Linked DNA regions of Mus musculus: all the other regions are linked to region 3. The links are chromatin contacts, called in public ChIA-PET and promoter capture Hi-C maps. All regions are on one chromosome and are shown on one strand. Each heading gives the region's core, a stretch centred on a gene start, on an enhancer-like site or on the middle of the called end of the contact. The rest is flanking DNA. Distances are from core to core; before and after follow the strand shown. Region 1 has its middle 4.0 kb from the start of Gm51458. Region 2 holds the start of Mylpf (myosin light chain, phosphorylatable, fast skeletal muscle). Region 3 holds the start of E430018J23Rik (RIKEN cDNA E430018J23 gene).

What was found. Promoter capture Hi-C pulls out the DNA fragments that hold promoters and counts their contacts. ChIA-PET counts read pairs in DNA pulled down with a chosen protein or histone mark.
Region 1: an RNA polymerase II ChIA-PET map of memory CD8 T cells shows a contact between it and region 3, with 8 read pairs. The contact joins the enhancer-like site here to the promoter of E430018J23Rik in region 3. A contact is called at or near these places in 1 of 39 promoter capture datasets (cranial neural crest), 1 of 484 Hi-C or Micro-C datasets (cortical neurons) and 2 of 115 datasets of contacts at active chromatin or transcription factors (memory CD8 T cells and microglia).
Region 2: a promoter capture Hi-C map of fetal liver shows a contact between it and region 3, with 2.6 times the contacts expected there. The contact joins the promoter of Mylpf here to the promoter of E430018J23Rik in region 3. A contact is called at or near these places in 1 of 39 promoter capture datasets (fetal liver), 3 of 115 datasets of contacts at active chromatin or transcription factors (embryonic stem cells and pancreatic cancer cells) and 3 of 9 other capture datasets (adipose tissue, liver and pancreatic islet).

The regions. Positions count from the first base shown.
Region 1 is chr7:127,631,386-127,634,772 of GRCm38.p6, forward strand. No RefSeq gene overlaps it. Among named protein-coding and RNA genes, the nearest start is that of Gm51458, 4.0 kb to the right of the region's middle. Within about 2 kb of position 1,281, at least 9 of the 459 cell types and tissues checked have an H3K27ac peak or open chromatin away from gene starts, as enhancers often do. A contact at or near this core is called in memory CD8 T cells, where this site is marked.
Region 2 is chr7:127,209,407-127,212,902 of GRCm38.p6, forward strand. Mylpf (myosin light chain, phosphorylatable, fast skeletal muscle) reads left to right here and starts at 2,202. Exons shown (of 7, transcript NM_016754.5): 1 at 2,202-2,357; 2 at 3,455-3,496. The coding sequence starts at 2,355. It also overlaps a transcript of Septin1 not described here.
Region 3 is chr7:127,392,281-127,395,800 of GRCm38.p6, forward strand. It overlaps E430018J23Rik (RIKEN cDNA E430018J23 gene), which reads right to left and starts at 1,341. Exons shown (of 3, transcript NM_198011.2): 1 at 973-1,341; 2 at 721-834; 3 at 1-235. The coding sequence starts at 1,156. It also overlaps a transcript of Zfp764 not described here.

The DNA.
Region 1 (3,387 bases), core at 31-2,530, 240 kb after region 3:
TAGAACAAGTTCAATAGAGTCAGATAGACACAGGAAGCCCAGGGACGCACAGTACGAACCAGGACCACAGTTGTTAGGAGTGTGGATGTGAGGCCTTTAAAGCCACCAGGACAAATACTCAACTCTGGCACAGCCCCGTTCGCTCATGTGTTTGAATGCTCAGTGACTAAACAGAGGCACTGTTTGAAAACAATAGTGTGACCTTGTTAGAGGAGGCATGTCACTGGGAGTGAGCTTTAAGGTTTCAAAAGCCCAAGCTAAGTCCAGTCTCCCCCACCCCCACCCCTCTAGAGGATCAGGATGTAGCTCTTTGTGACTCTTCCAGCACCATGCTTGGTGTCATGCTCTCTGCCATGATGATGATAATGGACTGATTCTCTGAAACTGTAAGCCAGCCCCTGATTTTTTTTTCTTTTTCTTTTTTCTTTTTCTTTTTCTTTTTCTTTTTCTTTTTCTTTTTCTTTTTCTTTTTCTTTTTCTTTTTCTTTTTCTTTTTCTTTTTCTTTTCTTTCTTTCTTTCTTTCTTTCTTTCTTTTTTATTTTTTTATTTTTTTTTTTTTTGTAAGAGTTGCCTTGGTCATGGTGTTTCTTCATAGCAAAAGAACAGTGACCTTAGAGCCGGGCGTGGTGGCACATGCCTTTAATCCCAGCACTTGGGAGGCAGAGGCAGGCAGATTTCTGAGTTCGAGGCCAGCCTGGTCTACAAAGTGAGTTCCAGGACAGCCAGGGCTACACAGAGAAACCCTGTCTCAAAAATAAAACAAAAAACAAAACAAAACAAAACAAAACAAAAAGAACAGTGACCTTAATCCCAACAGAAACTCACATCTAGGTAGTAGTGATGTCTAAACAAACAACAAAAAACCTGAAACAACAATAACAAAGCAGATACAGTAAGTGATTATCTGGCCTTTGGAGTTACTAGATAAATAATAAGTCTACCTGCCTTGCCCTCTTTCAAGGACCACTCACAAAGAATAAAACAAGTTGGCCCTAGAACCATCCAATTGGTAAGAAGATCATTTTGGTATTTTTAATGGGGATCTTGAAGATCCTGCACCAGGCTTGGTGCGAGCCAGCCCTGCCTTACCCCTTCCCTTCCTCTTCTGTTTTTATTTTTTGTAGGGTCTTGCTATACTGAACAGGCTGGTCTTCAACTCTCTATGAAGCCCAATTTCCTTTGAAGTTCTCATCTTCCTGCCACAACCTCTGAATTCAAGCCTACCTCACTGCCACCCCACCCCACACACTTATGCTGCGGTGCTGTAACTCAGAATGTTAGGAAAATGCTAATTAGCTACAGCCCTAGCCCCTGACAGGCTGCCCCTAGCTTATGGAAATTGAAGTTCTACCCAGTGTGGTGGCACACACCTTTCATCTCACATTCTAGAGGCAGAGGCAGAGGCAAAAGGCAGGCTGAAATCTGCGAGCTGGAGACCAGCTTATCCCACTACACAGTGAATTCCAGGACAGCCAAGGCTACACAGAGAAACTCTTATCAAAACAGAACAAAACAAAACAGTCCCCAAACCTAGCCAGGCATGGTGGCACACAACCATTAATCCCAGCACTCAGGAGGCAGAGGCTAAGGGATCTCTGCGAGTTCTAGGCTAGCCTGGTCTATAGAGTGAGTTCCAGGACAGCAAGGGTTACATGGAGAGACCCTGTCTCAAACAAAACATCAAAACCAAAACAATACAAAGAATTGAAGTTCAGAGATGTAGCAAGCACCTTAGCTAACGATACCTGCTCTGATGAGCTGTGACTTAACTCTGTCCTGCTGGGCTCACACCATGCCATCCCATGCCAATCACAAGTCATTTGTTTGTTGGTCTATTTTGGAATTCCAGTTGAATTATATCTTTCCTGGATGGGTTAGGTGATTTAGAATACTCACTGGCACATTTCTCATTCAAATCAGCTCAGGAGACATCAACTACCTTCAAGAAGTGCAATGCTTTCTTCAGATTTCAGCTTCTCCCATGGTTTCTATTTCTGCTTACCATGTTTATTATAAAACAACTTTCATCATGCAACTTAAGAATAACCAGGAGGGCCTGGAAACATGGCTCAGGGGTTAGGAGCACTTCTTGCACTTGTGGAGGACTGGGTTCAGTTCCCAGCACCTACACAGCAGCTTACTACCATTCATATCTCCAGTTCCAAGGATCTAATATGATCTTCTGACATTTGTGGGTCAAGTACACAGTACACATCTGTACATATAGGCAAAACACTCACACAATAATAAATAAATTTTAAAATAACCATGAAATATCCAAACATAAATAGTATTATTATATTAGCATATAAGAACAGACACTTTCAGAGACTAGAGAGATGGCTCAGCAATTAAGAGCACTAGGTACAGCCGGGCGTGGTGGCCCACACCTTTAATCCCAGCACTCGTGAGGCAGAGGCAGGCCTTTTTTTGATTTCGAGGCCGGCCGTGAGTTCCAGGACATCCAGGGCTATACAAAAAAACCTCAAAAAAACAAAAACAAAACAAAACAAAAAAAGCACTAGGTGCTTTTCCAAAGGTCCCAGGTTCAATTCCCAGCAACCACATGGTGGCTCACAACCATCTGTAATGCGATCTAATGCCTTCTTTGGGCATGCAAGTGTACATTGAAGATAGAGGACTCATATACATTTAAAAGAAAGAAAGAGGCGGGGGGGAGAGAGGGAGGGAGGGAGGGAGGCTCTCAAACATTATATAAGAGTATTTCAGCGTTGCTTCCTTGGAGGAAAATCTGGTAACACTGACCAGTCTCTAACCTGGTCAAAGACTTTGAGATATCCATTTCTAGATTCTCCACAATGAACATGTGGACTGTGTGTGATAAAACTGGTTGGTGGCAGCAGAAGGAGGGTGGCCACAAGTTTGAAGCCAGTTTGTTCCACAAACCAAGCTCCAGACTGGCCATGGCTATTACACAGCTTGTGTCAAACAAAACATAACCAGAAGTCTTGCTTTATTGTGCTCTGAAAACATCTTTCACAGTCACAGATTTTCCTCGAAGCAGGGTTGATGATATTCTGGAGCAGGCACCATTTCCCACTGATTTTTATTTTAAAAAATATTTGTTGTTTGGCTGGAGAGAATGGCTCAGCAGTTAAGAGCACTAGCTGCTCATCCAGAGGTCCTGAGTTCAAGTCCCAGCAACTGCATATAGAACAATTAATTATCTATAATGGGATCTGATGCTCTCTTCTGTCTGATGTTTTCTTCTGTCATGCAGGCATACATGAAAATAGAGTGCTTAAATAAATAAATAAATAAATAAATAAATAAATGCATCTTTAAAATATATTTATTGCTGGATAGAGTTGGCACATGCCTTTAATTCCAGCACTTTGAAGGCAGAGGCAAGCAGATCTCTGAGT
Region 2 (3,496 bases), core at 952-3,451, 180 kb before region 3:
CCTAGCCAATAAGAGTGCCGCGCTGGCCTTCTTGGGTTTCCAAAAGAGCCCCTGTTCATTCAACTCCTGAGCTGCACCACAAACCCAGTGCCCTCATCAGTACTCTCTACCTCGATGTGTCTAGTTAGACTATAGTCAGTCCTCTGAAAGACTCATCTCTCAATTCCCTATTTCAGGCAGGAACTCAGACCAGGTTTCTCTAAGTTCTCATGTACAAACTCAGCTTCTCCCCCCCCCCCCACCTCCACCCCGCCGCCGCAAACACTGCAATTTCTGAAACCCATATCCTCTGAGCACTACTTCACTCTCCCGGCTTGTGGGTGGAGGTCCCATCTCAGAACCCAAATCCATGAATCCTCAATACCATGAACCCTCCTCTTTGAAGGATTCAAGAACCAAGCCGTATTGTTATCCACTTCTCTTAGTACTCATTAGCTACTAACTACAAGACCTGACGTTATGAGTTCTAACCTTCCAGATTCTTCTTTTTTTGTTTTGTTTTTTATTTATTTATTTATTTATTTATTTTCAAGACAGTGTCTCTGTGTGGCCCTGCACGTCTGTCCTGGAACTCACTCTGAAGACCATGCTGGCCTCAAACTCAGAGATCCGCCTGCCTCTGTCTCCTGAGTTCTGAGACTAAAGGCCACCGCTGAACCAGGAACCTTCCCACTTCTAAACACTGCTTCCTCTGTTCTCATTCTCTTGAGCCCCAGGATGAGTGGACTACCAAATCCATAAGGCCACTCTCAAAATCCTAGTGAGACCTAGCTCTCAATGTCCCTATCCCTTTCTGTCTTTTGAAGCTCCTTAGTCTTGTCAGCTTACTTTCCCGCTTCCAGCTCTGACCCGGACCCGGTGAGGACCTGTCAGATCTTCTTTTCATAACTTCTCCATCTTCCCCTTTGATTCAAGTTTACTGAGAAGTCCACAAATCCCATTCCCTTTTTGGAGTCTTTCTCACCTCCCAGAATGCACTAATGAGTGGGCTCCTGCATGACGTAGCCCCCTCCGTGGTACCCATATGTGGTACCCATATAAGGCAAAACAGCTGCCAACTAAAGCCGGGAGGGGCTGTGCGAAGGCCAAGGGCAGCTGCTAAGTTTAGGGTGGCTCCTTCTCTCTTCTTAGAGACAACAGGTGGCTGGGCCCCAGTGCCCAGAAAAGAAAATGTCTTAGTGGCATTGGCATGGACTGGAGGAGGGCAAGGGAGGGAACACATTCCTCAGGACATCAGGTCCTAAAGGGAGCAGGAGGAGATGCGTACCATTGCCAGCCTGGGGTTCCTATACTGCGGTTTCCCTAGATTCCCACTGCATGGATCAGTATGGGCCACTGAGGCCCAGAACATTATGAAAGTCACAACATCAGCCAAGCTAGCATTTTCCCAGAAAGGAAAAGATACTGGTTATGCTACCTGGGAGAGGATGGCTGGGGCCTCTGTGTTTTCTCTGAGGTCCAGCAAGAAGCCTAAACCTTGCAGGGCGTGGTGGCGCACGCCTTTAATCCCAGCACTTGGGAGGCAGAGGCAGGTGGATTTCTGAGTTCAAGGCCAGCCTGGTGTACAGAGTGAGTTCCAGGACAGCCAGGACTATATAGAGAAACCCTGTCTCAAAAAAACCAAAAAAAAAAAAAAAAAAAAGCCTAAACCTCTCTTGCTTCAATCCTTTCTTTTCAAGTGCACCGATGATGTCTCTGCTTGTTGTTGCAAACCCCACAGCATTTGGTCACCAACCTTAACATCAAGCCCCATCCTGATTCTGGCAATCCTAACAGCTGACTTTCACTGTGCTGGCCTTTGCCCATGTGCCCTGCGGTCTGCTCACTGGTCCTCACCTCACTCACTTCCTTAGCTTCCTGCTGAGTTTTGCTGTTGTCATTTGCTTACTTGCCTGCTTGCTTGCTAAAGTGAACCCACAAAACCAAGCATACTGTCTATTGGCACAAAATGCTTACTGAGTTTAGATCTGTGCCCACCCCACTCAGGGGCTCAAAAGTCTAGTTCATCTCTTCCAGAACTGTGGGCTTCCCTGAGCCCCTCTGAATCCTGGCACACTGCAGTCCCCCTTTGGGAGAAAGAACATCCCTTCCTACCTAGGTCCTAACGAGACTTGCATCCCAAGGCCTCCTCCCCCTCCCTTCCTGGGCTCCAGCTGCTGCAGGCCTCCAAGAAAGGAGAGGCCCCTGAGCTGGGCTATTTTAGTATCTGGGGTGGGTATCCACAGGGCTAAGGTTACCACGGTATGTTAAGGGCTGCCGGGGCAGGACTATATAACCCCAGAAGAACTGCTCCAAGCAGATTCTCTTCCTTTTTCCATCTGGAGCTACTGCCTTGCCCCCAGGAGATCTAAGACATGGTGAGTGAAGATTCCTCCCAACCTAGCATTAGCTCAGGATAGCCCTACCCTTCAAAAAAAAAAAAAGGGTGCTGCTTCTCATTCCAACTACAGGCAAAATATGAACCCTCTCTCTTAGCACCAGAATGGGGCCAGAGGAGAGTGATGGGCTGAAAGGTTCAGTCAAGGATAATATGCTCAGATATCTAACCATGATGTCTAGGGGTAGGGGTAGACCTGTTCAAAGTCTGTTCCACCCCTTTCTATCATTTCCTAAAGTCCTCAGACGAATGAGATGATCCTGCTTGCATTTTGTAAGTGGGAACTAGAGGTTCAGATAGGGCCAGTGAGTAGATTAAGCTAGCAAGTATGGACGCCAAGTTGGCAGGCAGAGGATTCTGAGAAGGGCACTTGTCAGTCAGGATGAAGTGATCTGGGAGCTATAGTTGGGAATTAAGACACACAGCCAAAATGAGGCCCCTTAGCCAAGAGGTGCCAAGAAAAAGAAGAGTTATTCTATAAAAATGGACTCAAAGAACTCCGAATCTGAATCTGATCAGGCATAATGGGTATGCCTGTAATTTCAACTGCTTTAAAGCCTGAAGAGGTAGGAATCCAGGAGTCCAGGAGTTCAAGGCCAGCCTGAGTTATGCAGTGAGACCAGTCTAAAAAAGAAAAACAAAAAGAAAAGAGGAGGAGAATCTGGGTGTGGTGATGAATATCTTTATTCTCAGCAGGAAGAAGCAGGCAGATCTCCTGGGTTCAAGGAAAGGAAGACTGGGTCTATAGAATAGGCCCCAGGGCTAAATCATGAGACCACGTCTCAGGGTGGGGGTGGGGAGGGACAGGGTTGGGGTTGAGGATGTAGCCTGCCTAGCATGCACAAGCAACCAAATAAAATAGGATGTGCTGCTCGTGACGCTAACCCTGGAACTCGCACGGTCAAGGTTAGAGACGGAGGCACGGTGAGCAGGCCAAGGTCATCCTCTGTTAAGTAGCAAGTCTGAGGGCTCCATGAGACCCTGTCCTTAACAGAAACAAAAGTCTGGTTTGCTGCTCCCAGGAGAGAGGTACAGGAACTGGCCTGTAACTCCCCTGTTCAACCTTTACCCTCACAGGCACCCAAGAAGGCCAAGAGAAGGGCAGGAGCGGAAGGGAGC
Region 3 (3,520 bases), core at 91-2,590:
GCAAAACTCTTCCCACACACATGGCACCCATGACGCTGGTCTGCTTTTAGGATAGGGTTGTGCACCGCAACAGTGGGGTGCCCCTGCTGAGAGTTCTTGAAAAGCAGCTCCAAGTTGCAAGAAGGGGAAGCAAAGGAGGGGCGTGGCTCCATAGGCCCAGCTTCTGGAGAAAGTATCTTCTTGGTTGCCTTGGTCTCTTCCCTTGGTCTCTTCCCTTCCTTCTCGTGCCTGCAATCTGCTGGGAGACCATGACAAAGCTCAGACTCTGACTCTACTGCCCCTCGATTCCCACAGCCCCACATGGAAACAGGGCACAGGAGGGGAGAGGCCACAGCATCTGAGCATGCGTGGTGCACAGATGTCCAGATGCAGCATAAAGAAAGGTGTCTGTGTGGTCCCCATTCCCAAGTGCAGTGAGCTAAGCACTTGTCAGAGGTGGACAGCAAGAACTGAAGGAGACTCCAGAACGCAGTCACAGAGATGGCAGCAGAGGAGTGGGAACGAGGGGCTACAACCTATACAGCCTAGTGACCCTGTAGATATGAGGTGAGAGCACTGGACAGAACCCTTTTCAGATGAATCCAGGGGCCAGCCATCATGGCTTTGGCCAAGAAACAGAAAAACAGGGAAGAAACTGCCAGGCAGTAAGTGCAGTCACTAGAAGACACCACACAGGCTGGCAACACAGAAGTTTCCCCAGGCAAGTACCCAGTCCTTCACCTGAGTGGACTTCTGTCCTGCACATGGCCACCTCTGGCTCCTGGGCACCGGGTCCCCACACTTCGGACTCTTCCTCCACCCAGCAGATGAGCGCTGGTTTGTCGCCCCCGACTTCTGGAGGGAAAGATAGCAAACCCCACGAGTCAGGTCGACCCACTTGTTACGACCACCCGTACCCAGGGAACTCCGATCCACCGCATGACCCACAGTGTCAAGGGCTACGCGAACCCAGGCGGCCAGGAAGGTTCTCACCCAGAGAGGCCAGGAGACCATAGGTCTCGCGCATCACCTCTCGGTACAGGGTTCTCTGCGCCGGCCGCAGACACCTCCACTCCTCCGGGGAGAAGTACACGGCCACGTCCGCGAAGCTCACAGTCCCAGGCTTAAGGAATGCAGGCCAAGCGGAGGCCCTTTCCGGGGCCATCCGCGGCGCCATGGGGACTCCCCGCACTGTTCCGTGATCTGCCTGGCGTCCCCTGGATCGCCTGCCAGATCCTAGGTTGCCGCGGTGGGGTACCAGGGCTGAGAAAGGACATATATCAGGTCCGTGAGCACCCTAATGTAGGTGAAAATTGAAGATTCCTAGAAGCAGGTACAGATGCAAGACGTGGTGATGAACTCATAGAAATGGTAGCAGTATTTGTGCATAAACGTGTGGGGGCGGGGCGGGGCGGGGCGGGGCGGGGAGTAACAAGAACCTTGATCCCTGGGGTCCCGCCCAAGGTTACGTCACCGGATTTCCTGGGTCATTGTTTTCTAGCCCTCATCCAAAATGGCCAAAGTGTCTACAAGTGCCAATCTAAGACCAAGACTGAAGTGGACGTGCCTATGTGGGCGGGGACTCCAGGACCGCGAGTATCGTGCAGTTGAGGAATGGTACAGATTCTGTGTGTTCACACCACTCTCAAGTTAAGCTAGGTGGAAGCAGTCTGTGAATTTTGGGTTGGGGTAGAATCTGAGAAAACTCATTTCAGAGATAGAAGTTTAAAAATGAAAGCTTTATTTCTGTGCACGCGTATGTAGTGGCCAATTTGGGAGCTGAACAGCATCCCGGAACAGAGCTTATATAACGTTTTCATAGGATGAAAACACAAAGCAAGGGGGACTTGGGTGCACTGTTGCGTTAGTCAGTCTTTCACACAATGGGTTAAGCAAGGAAGTTAACTTTGGTGACTGGACCTCATCAGCGTCACTTTGTTTCAGGTTCCTTGATTTAGCTTTTGCAGCCAGGTCGCATCCTGGACTGGTCTGGAATTTAGAATGATAAGGGAACAATGGAGTGGGCAATCTGCACATTTATGACTTGTGTGCCTTAGTTTAGACAGCAAATAACAGCAACATCCCTCTTTACAGCCTTTACTGGATAACAAACATGAAACACCTAAAGTCACAGGATAGTTGTTAGTTCCAGCCTGGGATCCTGAACCCTGTCAGCAAGATGGAGGTCCAGCAATGGCTGGACTCAGGAATTAACAGGTGTTTGGTGTTTTTCTTCTGGTCAGTGTATTGTGGAGCCCCAGAAAGCCTGTGGCAGGAAGAATATTAATAAGCTAGAAAGTATAGCAGTCTCAGAGGTTGTTTCCACCAGCTTGGTCTACACATCTCAAAGTAGTTGAGAAATACTGTCCTTGACACATGTCTGAGATCATAGAGCTGGTCTTTGATCAGCCAGGACACTCGGAACATTCACGACCTAATCTTCTAAAACTCTACATCTGCCCATCTGGATTTTTTTTCCCCTTCACTTCCAGGAAGGAATTAAAGTTTCTGGGAAGATTGTGAGATTCCCATGAAATATCCAAGAGAGGAATGAGGCCCTACTCACGGTCATATACATCCAGGTTTTCAGTCTGGTTCATTGCTATTTTAATATAAAATACCTACCTATGAAAGGAATCTTGGCTGGGCAGTGGTGGCACACGCCTTTAATCCCAGCACTTGGGAGGCAGAGGCAGGCGGATTTCAGAGTTTGAGGCCAGCCTGGTCTACAGAATGAGTTCCAGGACAGCTAGGGCTACCTAGAAAGCCTGTCTCGAAAAAACAAACAAAAAAAAAAAAAAAAAAGGAAAAAAGAAAGAAAAAAAAGAAAGGAATCTTATCTGTACTCAGCATCATTCACAGCAAATGTTAATTTGCTAAATTTCTTTCTTTCTCACTGGGGAGGCGCTTCAGCCAGACTTCAGGACAAGGGGCTATCTTCCTTTGTCATGCACCCATAATTTTCCCTGCCTTTCTTCTATGTCTTGGTGCAAATACATTGGGTCAAGATCAGGTTTCTGCTCACTGTACTAAACTTAAAGATGGAGCAGGTATGACTTCCCATGGCCCAGAGTGATTTCAGATCTCCCAGCAGATTGTGCCAAGGTCCGAGTGACACAGGGAGCTTCGGCTCTGGGAGGCTGCTGACAGTGAGTGCCCAGGATGCATGCGGTGCACAGCTATGGCAGAGCTTTGGTGGGAGTGCTGCTCTGGGCTGTCAGCTGCTGTCTTCAGAATGTGAAACCCATTGTTCCAAGCCCCTCTGCCTTTTAAAGTTTCAGTCGGATGATCAGATGTTATCTGATGGGCCTGACACCAGCATCCTCAGCGGCTGTGTGTCTGTCTGACGAGTGTTCATAACCAGAATACACAAAGAACTCAAAAAACAAACAAAAAAATCCACATATGACCCATTCAGAATAAGGGCATAGCATCTGAATACAGAGTTCTAAAGGGAAGAAATAGGAATGACTAAGAAATATCTCCAGAAATGTTCATCATCCCTAGCAATTACAGAAATGAAAGTCAAGACAATGTCTTT